3 separate regions of the Zea mays genome follow, and regions 1 and 3 are each linked to region 2. Evidence: chromatin contacts called from public Hi-C data. All regions are on one chromosome and are shown on one strand. The core of a region is the stretch at or near the end of the contact, and the rest is flanking DNA. Distances in the headings are between cores, read along the strand shown.

The links. A called contact is a pair of places that touch in the nucleus more often than the background predicts.
Region 1: a contact with region 2 is called in a Hi-C map of ear, with 2.2 times the contacts expected there. The contact joins the promoter of LOC100216946 here to the promoter of LOC103635296 in region 2. A contact is called at or near these places in 4 of 25 Hi-C or Micro-C datasets (ear, leaf and tassel) and 1 of 3 datasets of contacts at active chromatin or transcription factors (leaf).
Region 3: a contact with region 2 is called in a Hi-C map of leaf, with 5 times the contacts expected there. The contact joins the promoter of LOC100278798 here to the promoter of LOC103635296 in region 2. A contact is called at or near these places in 2 of 25 Hi-C or Micro-C datasets (ear and leaf).

Annotation. Positions count from the first base shown.
Region 1 is chr8:67,001,726-67,006,313 of Zm-B73-REFERENCE-NAM-5.0, forward strand. It overlaps LOC100216946 (guanine nucleotide-binding protein beta subunit-like protein), which reads left to right and starts at 2,231. Exons shown (of 2, transcript NM_001143328.1): 1 at 2,231-3,175; 2 at 3,941-4,302. The coding sequence starts at 2,285. The coding sequence ends at 4,054.
Region 2 is chr8:66,440,345-66,445,075 of Zm-B73-REFERENCE-NAM-5.0, forward strand. LOC103635296 (serine/arginine repetitive matrix protein 1) reads right to left here and starts at 1,671. Exons shown (of 2, transcript XM_008657788.4): 1 at 821-1,671; 2 at 244-585. The coding sequence starts at 1,528. The coding sequence ends at 520.
Region 3 is chr8:67,218,533-67,222,908 of Zm-B73-REFERENCE-NAM-5.0, forward strand. LOC100278798 reads right to left here and starts at 2,185. Exons shown (of 1, transcript NM_001151957.2): 1 at 1,195-2,185. The coding sequence starts at 1,879. The coding sequence ends at 1,346. It overlaps LOC100285442 (ATP synthase beta chain), which reads right to left. Exons shown (of 9, transcript NM_001158335.1): 9 at 4,033-4,376. The coding sequence ends at 4,322.

The DNA of each region.
Region 1 (4,588 bases), core at 981-3,480, 560 kb after region 2:
GACAAAAGGTATTGTTGTTGTGTACTTCACTCTGCTTTTTCATTTGGTTTGCTTTATGTGTGATTCTTGCTTTGCTTTATGCAGGGTCTAAAAGACGGTATTAGGGCCATTTTCCCACATGCAGAGCATAGATATTATTTGAGGCACTTATATGCTAACTTTTCAAAGGCTGGGTTCAAAGGTCCCCGACTAAAAGAGCTAATGGATATGGCTGCCTATGCGTACAAGGAGTTTGATTTCAAACAAGCTAGGGATGATATTAAGAAAGAAAACACTAGAGCATGGAAATGGTTGTTTGACATTGATAGTAAGCATTAGTCAAGGCATAGGTTCAACCCCGATGCTAAAACTGACTTGGTCGTTAATAACATTAGCGAGTCATACAATTCTTGGATTTTGGAGGCAAGAGAAGAACCTATGTGCACGATGGTGGAGCACATTAGGACTAAGTTGATGGAGTCTATTAATATTAAAAGAGATGGTGCAAAGAAGGACACATGGTTCATAGCTCCAAATTATCAGAAAAAGCTTGAGTTTGAGAAGAAAAATGCTTCATATTGCAGGGCCGTCTGTGCTGGGCATGGGATATGGCAAGTCACAAGTGGAGACAATCAATATGTTGTTGATCTCAACAATCACAAATGTGGATGCTACAAGTGGGATGTTACTGGAGTGCCATGCTCACATGCAGTGGTTGCTATTCATGAGTTCAAACACAAGCCAGAAAACTATATGTCATTGTTCTTCACTAGGGAGAAATATGTAGCCACATATGAGGGTATGATTATACTTGTGCCAGACAAGAGACAATGGTTAAGCACATACTTGCCTGATGTGGATCCTCCATTTTATCATGCCCAGCCTGGAAGACCAAAGAAGAAGTGAGTGAGAACGCAAGGAGAACCTCATGTTGAGTCTAGAGCCTCAAAAAGGGCTGCAGTGAAATGCTCCAATTGCCACACTTATGGTCACAATGTTAAGGGATGTGGAGTGCCACTTAGGGCTGATTGGGAGCCTAGGAAGGGAGCTAAGTACACGAGGGTTTGTGACTCACTATTTATTTTGCATTTTCCATGGTAAAGGTATCAACTCACATAGCTATATTTCTATATTTTAGGCCTCAATTGGTGTTCCTACTTCATCTCAACCAAACCCGTCAACATTTGAAGGTTCAAGCCAATACAATTTGGCTCCATTTGAAGGCCAAAACTACATGAACAATGATGAAGTCAATGGAGTCTGTCAGAACATCGAAGGAGGACCTGGAATTAGGCCACAAAAGTTGTTCTCAATAAGGAAAAGGAATGATTAACTGTGATATGTGCCTTGTTAATGTAAACTGTGACTATTGCGCCTTGTTACTGCAAAATATGATTCTGAAATGATTTTTATTGGGTCACTACATTATGTGTTGGATGTGTTGGATGGAGCGCTTGGTTTTTATTTGGTAATTGCATTCTGAAACGATTTTTATTAGCCCTGCTGTATGAGCTGGATAGAGCGCTCGGTTCCCATGAGCTCATGCGGGTTGTTGGAGCGCCTACTTACAAGTTACAATGTGTTCTGCAGCATAGCTGGTTGCGTATGCACAAGCAGACTAGCCGCGTGCAGCATGCCCTTCACTCCTGTTCCATTTCCACCTGTTGCTGTGCCGTCTTGGCTTTTCAGCAGCCCTGGCATTTGACTGTTAGTGCTAGCTACTAGTTTCTTCACTCGCCTTACAAAGTTACAAGTGACCTCAGCAAAGTGTTACTAGTAGTTTAGTTTCTAGAAAAGCTTGTTCTCTTGTTGTTGGATGATTGATGATAATTTGATAAGGTCGTACCTTCTGGCTTCAGATTTTCTTCATGGCATATTGTATGAGCTGGATGGAGCGCTCGGTTTTGGCTAAGCTAACCAAGCCAAGGAGCCAAGCCGATTAGTGTTTTAAGGATGGAGCCAAACGTGTTTGCTATAAGATTAGACCACCTAATTTGGAAGGAGGAGTTTGACAGAATATAAGTTGTGGGTATTTGAAAACACCCCAAACTTGTAAGTGGATTTATGCAGTTTTCCTTTGCCTTAATGATCATCCACCACAGTACCACACCCCCGCTATCCTATTCAACGGTTCTGATCTTCCACCCACCATTCTAGCGCAGATCGCCAGACCCGCAAAACCCTAGCCCCCACCTTCTCCCAACTATAAAGGCCTGGTCTCCCGCTTTGCCCCATTTCCCTCGCCATCCTACGCCTCGCGCCGCCGCCACAGCAACCCTTGCAGCCCCAATCCCCCACGGCGACCATGGCCGGCGCGCAGGAGTCCCTCTCCCTGGTGGGCACGATGCGCGGCCATAACGGCGAGGTGACGGCGATCGCGACCCCGATCGACAACTCGCCTTTCATCGTCTCCTCCTCCCGGGACAAGTCCGTGCTGGTGTGGGACCTGACCAACCCGGTCCACTCCACCCCGGAATCCGGCGTCACCGCCGACTACGGCGTCCCCTTCCGCCGCCTCACCGGCCACTCCCACTTCGTCCAGGACGTCGTCCTTAGTTCCGACGGCCAGTTCGCACTCTCTGGCTCCTGGGACGGCGAGCTCCGCCTTTGGGACCTCTCCACCGGCCTCACCACCCGCCGCTTCGTCGGCCACGAGAAGGACGTCATCTCCGTCGCCTTCTCCGTCGACAACCGCCAGATCGTCTCCGCGTCCCGCGACAAGACCATCAAGCTCTGGAACACTCTCGGCGAGTGCAAGTACACCATCGGCGGCGACCTCGGCGGCGGCGAGGGCCACAACGGGTGGGTCTCCTGCGTTAGGTTCTCCCCAAACACCTTCCAGCCCACCATTGTCTCCGGATCCTGGGACCGCACCGTCAAGGTCTGGAACCTTACCAACTGCAAGCTGCGCTGCACTCTGGATGGGCACGGTGGCTATGTTAACGCCGTCGCTGTGAGCCCCGACGGGTCGCTGTGCGCCTCCGGCGGGAAGGACGGTGTTACTCTGCTGTGGGATTTGGCTGAGGGGAAGAGGCTGTACTCGCTGGACGCGGGCTCCATCATCCACTCTCTCTGCTTCTCACCCAACCGCTACTGGCTCTGCGCTGCGACGCAGGACTCTGTCAAGATCTGGGACCTCGAGTCGAAGCACGTTGTGCAGGACCTCAAGCCCGACATCCAGGTCTCCAAGAACCAGGTTCGTCTCTGCCCTTAACCTGCGTTTAGCATGCCAGAAATCGTGTAGGTTAGGATCTGTAGCTACTTGTACATGAGTTGTGCTGCCTTATTGAGGAATTAGTCCGTTAATCCACTTATATGGTATGTATACATATATATCCAACTTCAACAAATGTCCAGTTCTCTGCAGAACTGTTAGGGTGCTGAATCTTTAGTGCTAATGCATATAAGAATATATTTTGGTTAAAAGATGATTTGTGTGCTGTGTCATAGTTTTGTATCACTTTAATTGTTCTATCAATTTTCCACTTGTTTTACATATGCTCTTGTTATTGTTTTTACCCAGTATTACACCATGAGTGTTAGTGAATTACATCATCTGAGTTTGTAACTTTATATCCTCACCCAGTCCATTGTTTGTTATCAGCATTATATCTTACCTAGTCTGTGGGTGTTCTAGATATGCATGGGCAAGGCACATATGTAATGTTGAACTCTGATGCCATTTTGTTACTTTGTGCCAACAGTGCGCAATTGCATTGGAACTATATTCTGCATTGATTTTTTTTGCTATAACGTGTAACATGCCATACTATCATTTAGATATCTGTGAACAATTTATCCATGAATACAGGCAGCGCCAGTTAGGTGTTTGCTCTGGTGTAAATTGTCTTCCGTTGTGATGTTAGACTATGAACTTGGTAGAAACTGCTGTTACAGTACGTATTATATGATCGTCTACTTCTCTGATTGATATCCAACTGTTTCTGGTGCACCTGTATAGATCCTGTACTGTACAAGCTTGAGCTGGAGTGCGGACGGAAGCACCCTCTACACTGGCTACACCGATGGGTCTATCAGGGTTTGGAAGATCTCCGGGTACGGCTACGCAGGCTAGATGTTGAAATCAGCTTGGTCTAGGCAGTCTTTCGGGGGAAAACATTGTAATGTTTGTCAAGTTTTTGATGTCGTGAGCTATATTGTCTCTTCGCTACTTTCCGGTCGCCCAACCATTTTAATCTTACTATGGAAGAATCTTGTTTTGCACTATGATTCGGTTTTATTACTTGTACTTTATATTATGTTATGTGCTTCGGCCATGCAACCAATTGAACGACTGCGGCGGAAAGACGTTCTGGTTTGGCTAGATTTCCCTGCACTGGTTTGTGTTAAGTAGAGTCTCCCAGGTATGCCAGTCAAATTTCCCATCCTGACCAAGACTTTCCCTTGGATTTCATCCATGCAAATTCCATTTCCCAAATGGCCAATGCTTAATCGCCTCTCTTGATACCATGAAGCCATGAGGGAACTGCAGTTTGTATTCTTTTATCTCAAATTAAATCACTCCATATTCCTCCCGCCTTCTTAATTGTTCCGGTTGTTCTCGGCCTGTCCTTCGCCATGTCGTTGGTGGTGTTGTAAGTTGTTTCAT
Region 2 (4,731 bases), core at 421-2,920:
GCCCGGCCCAGATGGACATCTATAAGCCAGGCCCCCAAAGCACCACGGCACCACCAGACACGGCCCTGTGCAGGCTTGCCAGGTGCTGGCTGTGGGCTGTGGCAGCGTACTACTAGCTCGAAAAAATGGGTGGATCGAGAGCTCGGGAGTGGGACAGGCTGACACGTAAAGGCGGCGCGCTGGAGCTGGACGACAACGGTGACGAACACTCAACAGCGCACAGAGTAGCTAGCAGTCATCAGGTAACGGATGGAAGAGCTGACAGTAGATTAGCACTAGTTGTAATCACAAACACTTCACTGTACAGACCACAGTAGAGGCAGCAAGCAGAGACCAGACGACGAGTGAGGACTGAGGAGAGGGAAGGGCGAGGGGAGGAAAAAAACAAACAAAGCTCGGGAGGATGCTAGTTGGCTCGCTGGACGATGCCCTGGATCAAGTTGGAGCTTGCGCGCTCTGCTGGCCGGTTGGCTGGGGCAGCAGCATCAAGCTGGAGTGCTGGACTCGTCACTCGTGGAGCTACTCGTCCGGCACTCGGTACGCGTCAGCGGTGATCTCGGTCAGCCACAGCCCCGGGAACAGCGACTGCAGCAGGGAAACGATTGGTGGTTAGTGGATTTGGATTAATAGTCTTTTTTTTTGCACACAACAATTATGCCAGCATAGCTGCATAGAATATTTGTTTATATTACTAGTGATAGTAAGCGAGCTTAAAGCGTAAATGTATTCATAAAAAAAGGCGGAATTGAATAAACTACGTAGCAATTAATTATAGTGATTTGGACGGGGGGTGGGGGGCAGTTCGGGAAATTCTTCTTACATCGACGTGCCGCTGCACGGCGCGCGGCCGCTTCCGAGGCCGCCGCCGCGGCCGGGAGCCGGTGAGCGCGTAGATGTCCTCCTCGATCTCCTCCGCCTTCAGGGACACGGAGAACGGGGCGCGCTTGCGCCGCCTCCGCGACGACGACGACGGAGGCGGCGGGGACGCGGCCCACGACCTGGTGGAGGCGGGGCGCCGCCGCGTGCGCTCCCGCAGGTTCCACGGCCTCCCGGTCGCAGTCGCGACGGCAGCTTCCGCTTGCGGGGGCGCAGGTGTAGGAGGCCGAAGCGGAGGCGGCGCCCTGAGCTCGGGCTCGGAGTCCGTACCGGGCGGCGGCGGCGAGCTCGCGGTAGCAGCCTTGGGCGGCGGAGGGCGAGGATAAGGCGGGCGCGAGGCGGCGAGGCTCCAGAGAGGCTGGGGCACGCGGAGCCGGTCCGCCGCGTCGCGCAGGTGGCCCATGAGCTTGGCCCGGAGCGCCTCGATCCCACCGTCGTACGGGTTGTCCTCCCCGACGGCCTGGACTTGGCGGTGGGCCGACGACGACCGGTGGCGATCGCGGGCGCCGCAGCCACCGCCGCCCGCGGCCGCGGCTAAGACGGGCGGCGGCATGCGGTGTGCGGCTGGCGACGCCTGATGCGCCCACGGAACGGCTAGGTGGTGCGCCGCCGCTGCCGTAGGCTTCGCCCGCGGATCTGCCGTCGCCGCCATGGCCGTCACTCCAGCTCGCGGCGGCGGTCGGGTGCGTGCGTCGCCGACGAGGCGGCGAGAGCGAGCGTGTGAGGCGAGGCCGGCCGAGGGGTAGGAGGAGGCGAGAAGGTTTTGAGACCGCAGGGAGTGGGGTCGGTCGTAGGACTGGGCATAAAACCCGAGCCCGAAGCCCGTTACCCAAAACACCCGAACCCGTACCCGTTTAGCCCGATGCCCGTTACCCGAACAATTCCAACGGGTAACAAAACTGAATACCCGAACTAAGTTTGGGCCTAATCGGGTATTCACCCGCGGTACCCAAAGTACCCATACTACCCGAAATTAGGCAGGCTGAGCGCTAGCCGCTAGGCAGCCCAACAGGCAACAGCGCAGCGGCAGAGTAGCCCACGGCCAGGCCCAGTTCTGCTTCTGCCTACTCCCTGTCCGGCTGTCCCTGATCCCAGTCCCAGGTCCCGGCAACCCTAGCTCCAGGCGGCCGACGGGCCGACGACGTCCTCCTCCTCCCAGGCTCCCACCTCCAGACAGCAACCAAGGCTCCGCGTCCGCGGCAGTGCGGCATCGCGCACGCGGCCACGCGCAGTCGCGCACTCCTCTGTGGCTCTGTCCTCTCCTCTCCCAGTGCGCGCAGTCGGCCAGTGAGCTAGGCTGCAGGCTCCCAGGCTCCCAGCACCAGCAGGCCAGCAGGCACACGCACCAGCAGGCCAGCAGGCACACGTCCCAGGCTCCCAGCAGGTTAATCTCTCTATTGGCCCACAGTCTGCTTTAGTTTGGTTAATCTCTCTAATAGAGGAAATTAGTAATGGCTTCTTCAGTTTCCTGTCCCAGAGAAAATTAGTAAAGTGAGAGGCTGTTTGACACGAGATCTGCTCCTCTTTTTTTTATTTTAAAAAACGTGACAGGACAAGAACAGACATGGCGGGAGTGAAACGTTGGCATCCAGGCTCCAGCATGCATCTAGCAACAGATATCAAGTGATCTAATAAACAAGGTGTTGAGCACAGTGATGTGCAGAGAAGAGCTGGGCACGCACTTGAGAGATGCAGTGACCCTGTACTGTCCTGTCCAGGTTCCGTTCATGTCTTGCGGTTCCAGCAGGCAGCAGCCCATATCTATACCTGCAAATGGAACGGGTACCCGAATTTTATCCAAACCCAAACCCGAAATTGCGGGTACCCGAAATTACGGGTACCCGAAAGTTCGGGTACGAGTACGGATTCTACTGTTGGAAACCCGAAATAAAAAAAACCCATAAAACCCGACCCCAAATTTCGGGTAAACCCGAACGCCCAGTCCTAGTCGGTCGCTCGCTCGCGTTTTGTTACGGGAGCCAGGGGTGGTGTCGCGAGGGCAGCCTGGTAATTGTCCAGGCAGGACTCGCGCGGGTCGGAGATTTCGGCCCTAGAGGACCCAACAACTGCCTCGGACCATGCCCGGCACCGCCACTTGCCCACTGATTCGTGGGTCCGTCCCAACTGGTGGTCTCATATGTCAGTATCCCTCAGCGTTGAGCTGCCGGTGCTGGCGGGGAGTCTGGCGACGGAAAGGGAAATGGGACGAGGGTCAGGCCAGTGTGTTCCGCGACCACCAGACGGGAGGCGGAAGCTGGTCTGGCAGTGCCCGTGAAGGCGAGGGGTGGGGCCCACGCCGCAGGGAGCGTCCATGCACGGGTCCTCGTACGGTACATGGTGGGAGGCACAGCGACGCCCGCTCCTGCCCCCTGAGTTCCTGAACCTGGTCTTTCGCCGGCACAGCGGTGGACCGGCGGGCGGTCGGCCGATGTCCGGCTCGGGGGAGATCGTTCTTCGGCTTCGCGCGGTCCCCACCGGCGGCCCCATCCGCACCAAGGTCCCAGGTCTGCGTCTGCGCTTCCCTTGCCGTTCCTCCCGCCGCGCGCCGCTCACCAACCTGCTCGCCCCCGCGTTTGCTTCCGGTCAGCTGATGCCGCATGCTTTTCGGCAGCAGTTGCTTCTCCTCGCTGAAAAAATACTTACATATTTTGTTTTTGAGTTTCCAATCGGACTTAATATAAAAAAAAATAGATAGTAATATTGTTCTCAAACACATATTATATTAATTATATAGTATATATTTTTTTGATCTTTAAAAAACCATGACTTAAACTAGAAATCACCTTTTTTGATAAGGTAGTAATGGAATAGTCCAACTAATTAATGCTCGTTTGCCACGTGAAGCATACTACACCGATCTTGCTGATTCTCTCTACTATCTATATAATATACAAAGCATTTCTCACGGATTTTGCATAAAATGTTTTGATTATCTCTCGGCCTCTCGGGCGTTCCAAGACGATGCAACAAATTTTGCTCTTGCTCCGGCCTCCGGCAATGTGTTACCTCGTAAAGACTTTTGGGCTTTTGGCCTTCATCGGCTTGACACGAACGATGAGAGGCGACCGGTGATGTTAATTTTTATTTCATTCGAAATGAAACATCAAATATAACAGATGTATATCGACGACGACTGGGTCCCTGGCTTTCGTGAAAATGTCAACAAATTCAACGGATACCGTCCGGGACTAGTTCGTCTCGTTAATCAACTGATTTGATTGACATTGGAATGGATTACTTAGGCGGGACAACACGTGCAAGAAAGGGGAAAAGACGTGGTATACAGAAACGACACGTACTCCCTTGGTGCTAAAATAAATGTCATCCTCGCGTAGTAACAAGTCAAATATTTTTAATTCTAATTAAATATATTAATGTTTATAATACATAATTAGTATTAGTATGTAATGGCTCGTGCCCGTCGGCGGATATGTCGCCGCGACGTGAACTGTCCTAGTCACCTGGAACTAGAACATGATTCGATTGGGTGATTTTCTCACTATTTTCTTTTCTGCCCTTTTCACCGATCCGATACAGGATTGTAGGTTCCCTTACATGGGTCGACCTAAATAAAACTCACGCACTCACACTTTCAGCCTAACATGGCTTCACCCACACCACACCTGGTTCAACACACACAATATTACTTCTTCAGTCTTCCAGCATCGCTTCTTCAGTCTCCTTGCCCTCCATGGCACTCCCTGATGTGGCATCTGCCCCCTGCAAGGCTTGCTTGGCCCCAAGAAAGAGCATCCAGATAGCGCTGACGCAGAACATTGTAGTTCTTCCATGTGGTGGCATCTACTGGAAGAGAACTCCACCAGATCAAAACCTGTGGCACGACCCGATTCCCCT
Region 3 (4,376 bases), core at 935-3,434, 780 kb after region 2:
CAACGCTGCCGCCAAAAGTTTGGGAGGGCTTGCTTTCTCCATCAAAGCAATGGGCCGCCGCTCTCAACTCATGCTGCTCTTGACTTGACCCTGTTAAGAGGGGCATCATGGTATCTTTCTGCGCGGACAATGCTGATCAGGTTCGTGTCACACTCACACCTGGTATATCGTCTCGCCACCCGTAGCATTGAATGTCGTTCTCTCAGGATGCTTGTAAGCGATGCCATGTCGAGATCATTATTACAAGTTCTGTTTTCCTTTCTTTTTTTCTTTTTTGCGTCCTACGCAGTATATAGCATGAGCATTATACACTCCTCCCTAACATTTTGTCCCAATTTAGACTTGTTCGGTTATTTCTATCTCATATGAATTGTATGAGATTAAAAAAAATTATGAAAGATTTTGATTGAAATTCACTCAATCACATTCAATTCACATGAATTGAGAACAAAACAAACAAGCCCTTATATTTCCATGTGTTGTCCTGGACTTCTCTCTCCGGTTCAACATGCGAATATTCTGATGCTAATTAGACTGACTAAACACGAGCTAGTTATAGAATTACTTGCACAAATTGTGTCTCATTGGTAAGATGAATTTGTTAGCCTCATTAATCTATAATCAACATATGCTCACGGAAGCGTTGATTATCAACTAATTAGTCTTAATAGATTCCTCACACAAATCAATCTTAATTTATGCAATTAGATAATTAGCTTTGTAATTAACATATATTTAATATTCTTAATTGGTATCTACAGATCTGATATAAGAGCATCGACAAGAGCTCTCCAGAAGTGTTCTCTGAATCTAGTTTTTTTTGGAAAAACACAAAAACGTGTATCCAACAGTTCCCTAAAACGCTCCCAACTTTTTAATAGCCATTAAAACTCTCTCATTTATAGCTATAAATGAGAGGTTTTTTGGGCTCCCCAGAAACAATCTACCGCTTTAAGGGATCTATTGGAGAAAGTATTAAAATATACCCCACTAATTAATATAAGATGTCCCTTAAAACTGATTTTGAGGAGTCGTTTTCTGTGAGCACTTGGAGATGCTTAGTTAAAGTTTTTGGGACGAGGAACCAAACGCCTAAAAAGTGTATTTGGCATATAATTTGTCTATTATTTTTTATTTGTCGGTTTTTTGTTTAAAAATAAGCTAAGAGATGATAAATATTCGAAAACATAGGAGTGCATATTTTGTTTTATTTTATTTTTTTACAAAAATGGCTGTACGTTCTACTTACTTTCCATCACATATGTTTTGAGGTTCATCCAGTTTGAACCGAATGCTTAAAAAAAACCAAACGGAGAAGAAAAGCGCATCGCAAGTAGGCCACTATCTATCTGGACGACAGGTAACTCTCCTCGTCTATGGTCTCCAGCGTGGGCCTCCTGGACCGGGCACCGCTGGCCCAGTGCTTGGTGACGGCGATCTCCGCGGCGGCCGCGTCGTCCACCATCTCCTCCAGCCGCAGCCTGGGCGCGTCCTCCGGCGGTTGCGCGGCGACGACGGCGGCGCTGGCCACCTTGGCGGACCGGTGCGCCTCCCGGGCGGCGGCGGCGGCGAGGCGCGCCAGGTCGGGCGCCGCCAGCGGCGTGCCCAGGCGCTTCATGGGGAAGGTGGCGTAGACGGCGCCGAGCTGGAGCTCCTCGTCCGCGGGCAGCGCGGCGAGTCGCGCGCCGAGGCCGAGGCCCGCGCCGCGCGCGTGGACGTGGACGAGGAAGTGGCCCGGCGCGTCCATCATCAGCTCCGCCGCCGTCGCCGGCAGCGCCACCTGCCTGACGCCGCCGTCCGGGAGTATCACCCTCGCGCGCTTGCCGCCGGGCCTCGGCCCCGGCGCCTTGGCCAGCGTGCACGACAGGTAGTTGCCCATGGGCGATCAACGCGCGCACTCGGAGAGTCGGAGTCCGTCCTCCCGGGCTGTGAGAATTGAGATGAGATGAGATCAGTGAGCTCGTACACGTGTAGTGGCGGTGGCTAGCTGGGTATGACCCCCGCGTGAGGTGAGCTTGCCTGGGCGGGGAGGTCGCCGGTTTAATATAGCGCGGGCAAGCCGCGGGGCGGAGGAAGCGCTATGGAATGAAAACGCGTGTGGGCGAAGGCGACGGCGATGGCAAACTCCAAGTGAAGAGGGAAAGGAAAGGATGCGTGTGGTTTGGTGGCAGGGTGCGGACGGGCGGTGTCAGCGCAAGCCCCTTCCACATCCACTTGGGGTCGGGGTGCGATGATGATGCGGGGGGGGGGGGGGGGGGGGGGGGGGGGGGGGTTGTGTTTGGCGCGGTGGATGGGAAGGGATTGCGCGTGGGACGTGGTGGGGTCTCGCTGGTGTCCAGTCCAGGTCCGGCTGGGTTCTCACTTCTCAGCTACTCAGCTGGCTGCTGCAGTGACTGGGACGCGTGACGGAAAAGTGTCCCCGCTCGCTTCCCATTCGCGTACAAGGCGTCCCGGGTCTCCCCTCCCCTCCCCACCGCAACGCGTCCGATGCGGGCGGTTCGTCCTCGGCGGCGGCAGCCTTACCGTTGCCTGTCCCTTGCACAGTTGCCAGGTTGCCGAGTGGCGACCAACGTTTTGCTGCGCACCACCCCACTGCTTCTATCTGGGAGCTAGCTGCTTCGGGTTCGGAGCGGTCGAGTCAAAACCTTCTCCGAGTTAGTGCGTCAGGATTTTGACAGTGTTGTCCCGTTTTTAAGCTGTCCAGTCCTGTGACTTCGTCGCTAGTTTACGAGTCCTTGTGTCTTCTTTACCAGATTTTTTCTTGTTTTTGGACCGAGATATCACAGCTATAGTCGGGTTCTAAGAAAGAAACAGTCCGCGCGCCTCCGTGTCTTATTATTACACTGGAATGGCTTACCCTTCCGCAATTTAAACGTGCGCACCTACCTACTGTGGTTGCAGCTGGTTTACCTGTAACCCATGATTACTTTTTTTAAATATATATCCGTATCCATTTTGTAGGCTTCGAAATGGAGGCAGCAGGTGATACCAAGATGACAGGGCAGGGGGGCAAACATTCAGCAGTGACAGTGAGCCCGCCCCAAGACTCGAATTACGAAAACACAAAATATTTCTAGACTCGACACCTAACCGACCGACGTTTTGATTGCAAAACACTAACAGTAATTAAACGTACTACAAATAATCGGCCGACAAAACGACTCATACAGGACGCCAGGACCGGTTCCTCCATATAAAAAACCAAGTATTGCGCAAGTTCACATCCAATCGCCTGGGCTCTGCAGTCTGAACCGCACTGACAGAGACACAGACACCCCCGTCTGGAAAGTTAATGACCGCGCAGAGACAGTAGCTAGTAGTTATTAAGCATATCGACGAAAAGGATAGGTGCGAGTTGACCACGGAGCCCGCGCGACGCGAATAAGGGGGTGTTTGGTTTGCCCCTGCTAAAATTTAGCTCCTATCACATCGAATGTTTGAACCTCTGTTTGGGGTATTAAATGTAGTCGGATTATAAAACTAATTTCTCAGCCGAAGATTAAAAAGTGAGACGAATCTAGTACAGTTAGTTAGGTCTATATTTCTATATTTCATACTCCTATTTGAAAGTCAAACGCTTGATGTGACCCGGACTATAGTCCACAGAACTAAACACCCCTAATTCAACTCAGGTTGATAAGCAGCTGACGTTCAGTCCACATGCTGTCATGCTCTAACATTTGTTCGCTGTAAAGAATGTCCCGGATGAACCGCAGAGAAAATTTGAGGGATGTATAAGATTTTTTTAGAGATTGAAATTTTAACTAAATCTATATACTTCGATTTTTTAGGGGTGCAGGTGATAGGCTGCAGGAACCGCCATCGACGGTTCAACCTGGGCAGATGGTAGAAAATCATCACAGAAACACTCTGAATAAAGCATCGGGTCATCTCCAATCAAAGTCGATAAACATTAAACTGGTCCCGGCGAGAAGTTGCACAACCATAAAAAAACTACATGGAAAACCACGGAAACTAGTTTCGGCAGAGCCAGTCCAGAACAAGATACCTCCACAATGCGGGAACAGACTCTGAAGAGTAGCATAATTTACCAACCAGAAGCCGTAACTTTATGTTCTGATTGATCCGCGTCACACAGGCCACAAGTTTCTTCAGTTCATGTAACTTTGGTGCAGCCAAAATTAATGTCACTGCAGTTGCTTATTTGGGTGTAAAGTGTTTGAACAACAAAGAGAAAAACAAGCATCTCAGCAGGAGATGGACCTCCAACTCGTGCTGCCTAACTGCGAAAAGCATAAACAATCGCTTAAATCCAAAAATGGAACTTGATTGTACAGGATTCAACAAGCAAGAAGCCGCCTTATGAAGCAGACTCCTTGGCGATTTTCTCGGCCTTAGCAATGACTTCCTCAATG